Regions from separate parts of the Mus musculus genome. Here region 1 is linked to region 2. Evidence: chromatin contacts called from public targeted proximity ligation data. All regions are on one chromosome and are shown on one strand. The core of a region is the stretch at or near the end of the contact, and the rest is flanking DNA. Distances in the headings are between cores, read along the strand shown.

Region 1 (3,420 bases), core at 249-2,748, 270 kb before region 2:
AATATCAGCTAACTGGACCACCCAGAGCTCCCCGGGACTAAACCACCATCCAAAGACTATACGTGGAGGGAGCCATGGCTCTAGATACATATATAGCAAAAGATGGTCTTATCTGACATCAATGGGAGGGGAGGCCCTTAGTCCTGTGGAGGCTTGATGCCCTAGTATAGGAGGATGCTAGAGCGCTGAGGGGGTGAGTGGGTAGAGGAGCACCCTTATAGAGGGCAAAGGGGAGAGGGGAGGAGGGATGGGATGGGTAGTTTGTGGAGGGGTAACCTAGAAGGGGGATATAATTTGAAATGTAAACAAATAAAATGATTTAAAACAGTCCCCTTCCATAGCAAGCACTTAACCAAGTAATATCTCCCCAGACACAAATGTAGCTTTTTATCTAAGCCTGTTCATTCATAAGGCCTCCTCACCTTACAGTTGTGGAAAACTTGTTCATGCTCAAAAAAGTGCCCACACTTTCAAACTATAATCCATGTATAGCATGTAAAAGGAGGAAGACCATTGTCAAGATTCCCTAACATCAGCTTACTCAGCAATATTTTATTCTAAATAGGAAATAAGAATTTGAGGAGCTGATGGTTGCAAATTACAGCCCATACAGGAAATATTCTTGAAAGAAACTTCAAATTAGAGACCTCTGATCTGTCCCTAGCCGTTTAAAGAAAGCAAAAGTAGCATGCTATATCATGAGCTACAAGCTACTTTATGATTTGGAATTTTTAATAATACAAAGCACAACACCTGTTATTTGAAAGAATGTACAGAATGTATACTTTCGAAGTAAGGAGCTCCATCATGCCGAGTTTTCCTCTGTTTAATTCTGCTATATTTTGTGAACGGTTCCTCCCATTATTACCAAAAGTGCTACTTTTGCTCCGGTATACTTATAAACAATTGCCATATTGCTATTGGTGGACAGTGGCTAGAAACATCCCAGTGCTTCAGCCACAGCTGATACTTAGCACACTCTCAAGGTATATTGGGAGCAATGGGTATCCCATTTATGCAAACCAGAGTATATGGTGGAAACAAATAAGGGAATATACCTTCTGAGTTTAGTGTTCTAGCTGGGCATGCTAGTATTTATGGCTCAGAATCACAATCACCTAGGAAATTTATAACACTCCACACATAGTTATGGAAGGGTTTTATATCATTCTCTCACACACATCTCCATTGTAGGTATAGCTTGGTAATGGAAATGTACCAAAGTATTGCAGTCTAGAAAATATAAGCATATTTGAGTTTAAAAAAAATGGAAATACTATCATAGAAAATTGGTTGAACAGATGGTGAGAGAGCTAAGAAGCAAAACAGAAGACATGGGGGTTACCTGAAAGCCCCAGCAGCAAGTCATCACCACCCCTGTGCTAAAGGACAGAATGCATGGCAACATCATGAGAGCCCATGCCTCTGGTTCAGTGTGCTGGGACAACAGCAGGTTGTCATGCTCCAACTGACAGAGATGCAGCTGCTGATAAAGACACTGGAAAGTCAAGCACCAAGGCAAGGCAAGTGCCCTGCATTTTCCTACTCTACATCTGCTGGTCTCTCCAGCACTTCTTGCTTATCAAAGCCCATGACAGCCAACTGTCTTGGAACTTGGGAATACTGCTATTTGGATAAGGGATTTACTAAAAGAATTAGAAATGCCATACACGGACAGACAGATGGCAGCAAGATGGGGTTCCTATGGCAGAGTGAGTCTCCTATACATGTTAGGGAAAGGGGGAGGCTCTAAACTGCAGGACTGATGAACAGTCTGTGGTTTATGCTTGCAGTCAGGCCAGCTCTGATAGGTGGCTGCACACAAGTGTGTGTGTGTGTGTGTGTGTGTGTGTGTGTGTGTGTATGTGTGTTGGGAGTGGTCTGTTAGCATAGGATCTGTATGTAGAATAAGCTATAAGCTAGAGGAGAGCAAGTATCTAGAAAAGCAAGTTAAATGGAAAGCATTTGCAAAAATGGCCTGGCCCTAAATGACAGAACACAGAATATGAAAAGAGACAGAGGCCAGTTACCCAGTGCTGTAGGAGAAGATGACCATAAAATAGTGTCATGATTAAATAACTGATCACAGTGCCGGACATACTGGAAAATAATTAATGCTTGGACTGGTTTTCATGTTACATATTTCAGTATTCATATGCATTTCTACTTCTTAATAAAACATACTGTTGCTGAGAGCCTTTTAAGTACAGTTACCACTTTTGTTGTTTGTGTTTGTTTTGGTTTTAGCTAGGGCAGAAAGGTGAAGACAATGGAGATATGTTCACCTCTCACTTCCTGGAGCTGGAATAAATAGGTAATGTGTATATAAGTAAACTAGCTTCACTCCCACCACAGAAGGAAGTGACCTCAAGTGGAATGTATTAAAATGACTTCCCGTAGTTCAAGTCCATTGCCTGATTTAGCTCCCCATGTATGCTCTATGTACTATGATCCTGAGATCAGATAGTGCAGTGGAGCACTCTGTGACAAGCACAAATCCTTAAGAAAAGGTTCTAGTTTCTTTTGTGTGTGTGTGTGTGTGTGTGTTTGTGTGTGTTATGATTAAAGAGGCAAACACAAACGAGGTGGCCTTTCTGTTTCTGATTTATTTTAGATTACTAATCTGCTTTGGTTTGAAGAAATGACTTAGCAAGTGAATCTATTCCATGTGTAACACTTACTAAATGTTCCTTTCACCACCTACCTAACCTTTGAGCAGACCTGGAAAGTAGAATTATGTTTTCAGGTGTCTGTGATGGACCCTTGCTGTCTTCATATAGCCGTGGTCCTTGTACTGATATTGCTGGACCCTTGCTTAAGTTTCTTCAGGTGTGTTTTCACCTTTGAGTTCTGTTGCATGACATCCGGAAGTGAAGTGCCAAAACTCTATGCTAATTCTGAAACTTTTATCCTTTTTAGGTGATTTTTAAAAATGCAGAGATACTCCCAACCCCGAGCCTGGACACCTGTCTGGAAACGAGGTACCTTGAGAGGCTGCCAAGTCATTGTAGAAGGGTTCTGCCTCCACTCAAAGGCTCTGGGAAGAGGCGTACTATGGATGAAATCCAATAATAATCTTTACAAACAAATTTGTCAGCCAGGTGTGGTGGCGCACACCTTTAATCCCAGCACTCGGGAGGCAGAGGCAGGCGAATTTCTGAGTTCGAGGCCAGCCTGGTCTACAAAGTGAGTTCCAGGACAGCCAGGGCTATACAGAGAAACCCTGACTCAGAAAACAAACAAAAACAAAAAACAAAAAACAAAAAAAAAAGAATTTGTCACTTATTAATAATAAATTACCTGATAACTTTTAATTGTGAAGTTATTTATTAGACACCAAAGCATACCTGTAGACATTGGGCTCCTGGATATTGGTTGCATACACGAGCTGCACCTAAGAAGTAAGTGACAGAAAAGAAT
Region 2 (3,293 bases), core at 625-3,124:
ACAAATGTGTTATCGTAGGAATGTTCTACCATGGACTAGAAAGGTGAAAAACCTCTTGATTTTCCAGTAGGTTCCTCAAAAATCCAACCAACCTTCAATAGAAAACATAAAGAACACTGTGCAAAACAAGATTACCTCACCCTTTGTTTCAAAATCTTAAATTTCCTGTAATCCACAAATCTTGACTCTGCTACTAAATGCTAACCAATCTCCCGCAGCAAACCAGAAGTCAGCACGTCAGAGTCTTGCTCAGCTCAGCTTGATCTTTCTCCCTCACTCTCTCCTAAGAATCTCTCCTAAGATTTCATGAAGTGATTGTTTTAACTACCCCAAGGGCAATAAACTGAACTTTATTTAACACCAGATTTCTGGGAGCCCCCATTTGGGTTAGCAACCAGCTAGAACCAGTACAGGGCTCTAAGGTCTTCTCTGCAGGTGTTCTCTGCCCTGGAGGGGATCAAAAGAGGTTGTAATAGTTTCTGTTTTCTTTAATTGTGCTTGTCAAAAGCTGAATAAAATGGGCAAATTTACTTTTTAAGGATTTTTATTTCTTTTGGTTTGGTTTTGGGGTTTTTAAACTGGGTCTCTCTATTGTATAGCCCTAGCAGACCTAGAGCTTGCTATATAGACCTGACTGTTCTTGAACTCACAGAAAACCACCCGGCTCTGTCTCCTGAGAGCTGGGATTAAAAGGGTACACCTGCTACAGAAGACTGTTTTATTATATGATTACATTTTGAAGTGCTTTTATGTGTGACAGATAAGATCTGCCCCTTGTTAGCCACCCAGGAAACAGCCCATCCCCCCTCTTCAACTGTCAAAGAAGCAGAGAATGGGGCAAATGTAAATGCTGAAAGGTGTTGGGAGGGTGAGCAGAGAAATTGAAACAGAGAGAGAAATCAGTGAAGCTAGGAAGCTTTAAGCATCTTTAAGATTGGTCAGGAAATGGTTGGGGAGGGAGGCTAGGAGGGAGTAAACTAGAAGTAAGGGGGTGGGGCAGAGGAGGATGTAAATGAAGAGGGGTAAGGACGACTGGGAAGGAAGAGGGAAGGTTTGGAAGAGTAATGAAACTCAGTTTGAGAGCTAGTGCTCCCTCCTTCTTAAAAGTCAGAAATAAAATGGAGAAAAAGAAACTTAAGGTGGGAATGGCATAAAACAAACCAGTTGGCCAGAGATTAATTTTCTAAGGGTGTAGCTTCCTTTCACCCACCCTCTCTTCTCCTTTGCCTTGCTCCCTTACCTACTCAGACCTTCCTTGAGTGCGTTCTCATTGACCAGACTATGTCTCTGAGAGATGCTTAATTGATTACTCCTCATAGAAGAGCTGACCTGAGTCAGGGGCTGGGTTTGCTGGCTGAGAGCAATATGTGCAGCAGGTATGTAAGTGCAGAGACTACACAGGTACTTTCCAGGGTGGACAAGGGCTTGGCAGCACTAGAACCCCTGGGCTGGAAAGGACAGAAGTGCCATTCATTTGGAGGACCAGGAAAGCATAAGTTTGTTTTCAGTGGCTGCTTCTTGTCCCACTGTGTCCTGGAGGCAGCAATGTGGTGGGTTAGGACAAGGTGTCTGTTATCTGTTTATCTTGTTTCTTCTCTTTTTTTTTATTAGATATTTTCTTTATTTACATTTCAAATGTTATCAGCTTTCTCAGTTTCCTCTTATCTTGTTTCTTAAAACTCTGGCTGAGGAAATCGAAACAGAGAGAGAAATCAGTCAAGCTAGTAAGCTTTCAGCATCTTTAAGATTGGTCAAGAAATGGGGGTGGGGGTGTAAGAGGGCGTAAAAAAGAACTAAGGGGGGTAGGGCAGAGGATGTAAATGAAGAGGGGTAAGGAAGACAGGAAAGAAAGAGAAAAGGGAAATGAGAAATTAAAGGGTAATTGGCTGCGGTGGTGAAAAGTGGGGCCAGGAGACTGGTCAGGGAACCCTCCACAGGCTCCATTACTTTGTGACTTCACTGAAGAAGAGGCAGCAACTCCTGTATTAAGGTCAGTGGAATCCTAGCTCCTCCTGGATTGGCTTAGGATAGCTGCAAGCATTGAATATTTTGCTATAACATGATTCTGTCTGGATAGGGGAAAAGCTAGGAGGTGGGGAAATGGATACAGAGTAGATTCTTAACCTCTTAACTCTTGCTAAAACACTTGCAAAGGAACTGGAAAATTCATGTTGTTGTCTGTGGGAGAGGGAGTCCAACAGAGATGGCCACTCAGACACTGTCTATAGCCAATTGAAAGTCTTTATTCCAACTGGCTGAGAGTAGTCGGGGGCCCAAGTATAACATCCCTGAGCATTTAGACTAAGGGGATTTTAAAGGCAAAAATCACAGCCTGCTATCTTGCTCAGCAAGAATTTTCTATAGGATTCTTTCAAGGAGATCAAATTGGAGTTAAACCTAAAATAACCTCAGCAAGAATATAAGATGATGGAACCTCTGCCTTGTCTTGCCCTGTCTCCTCTGCTCAGTTCATTTTCCTAAGTGTAACCCCCAAGTTCACTAACAGATTGAGAAATAAATCCGTGGCCTCAGAAATACTATGACACAGTCCAGTTCCTCATGTGCTTTCCAATTTTCATTTCCCCAGAACTTCCACTGTTCTAAGAGTGTCCCTAGTTAAGTCTTAGTATTGATAACAGTATCAATAACAGTAATATTCCCTAATCAATCTGTCACAGGCAGTCATTGCCTGAAGCCATTGCCTGCATATTGTTTGTTTATTTGTTTTGCTTTGTTTTGTTTTGTTTCAAGACAGGTTTCTTCTGTGTTGCCCTTGGATGTCCTGGAACTTGCTTTGTAGATCAGGCCTCAAACTCACAGAGACCTGTCTGACTCTGTCTCCTGAGCACTGGGATTAAAGGTATGTGTTACCATACCCAGCTTGCATGATGTATTTTTAATCTTCACAATAGTTGATGGTGAGTCTATGCCATGCCTTTTGGGGTGAAAAAGAGGTGGAAAATAAATAACATGCTCAAGACCATATAGCTGTGAGTGAAGTCTGAGGTGATCCTAGACTCATGGGCACTCACTCTTCTGGACATATCACCATAGGATATATTTGTCTCATTTACAGTTGCTGCTGCTTTTTGCAAACAGGAAACTAGGTCCAGAGAGGCTACATAGATTTCCATTGTAGCTTAGTAGCAGTAGTTATTGGCAGAAATCTAGGGCTCAGATTCTACAACAGAAGGGTTAAGATCATGGATATAGTCTTTGAATGGCTCCCACTCAGCTTAGTGTATCACTTAAACAATAATGTGAAGAAGCAACCCATGGGTGACAGTTCCAGA

The links.
Region 1: a contact with region 2 is called in a targeted proximity ligation map of the SCID.adh cell line, with 2.8 times the contacts expected there. A contact is called at or near these places in 1 of 39 promoter capture datasets (the HPC-7 cell line), 61 of 484 Hi-C or Micro-C datasets (the 63-12 cell line, B cells, the C2C12 cell line and 37 more), 7 of 130 datasets of targeted methods (the NIH/3T3 cell line, the SCID.adh cell line, acute myeloid leukemia and 4 more) and 4 of 9 other capture datasets (adipose tissue, embryonic stem cells, liver and 1 more).

The regions. Positions count from the first base shown.
Region 1 is chr19:12,811,194-12,814,613 of GRCm38.p6, reverse strand. It overlaps Lpxn (leupaxin), which reads right to left. Exons shown (of 9, transcript NM_134152.4): 3 at 3,348-3,394. Among named protein-coding and RNA genes, the nearest start is that of Lpxn, 14 kb to the right of the region's middle.
Region 2 is chr19:12,539,407-12,542,699 of GRCm38.p6, reverse strand. No RefSeq gene overlaps it. Among named protein-coding and RNA genes, the nearest start is that of Fam111a, 32 kb to the left of the region's middle.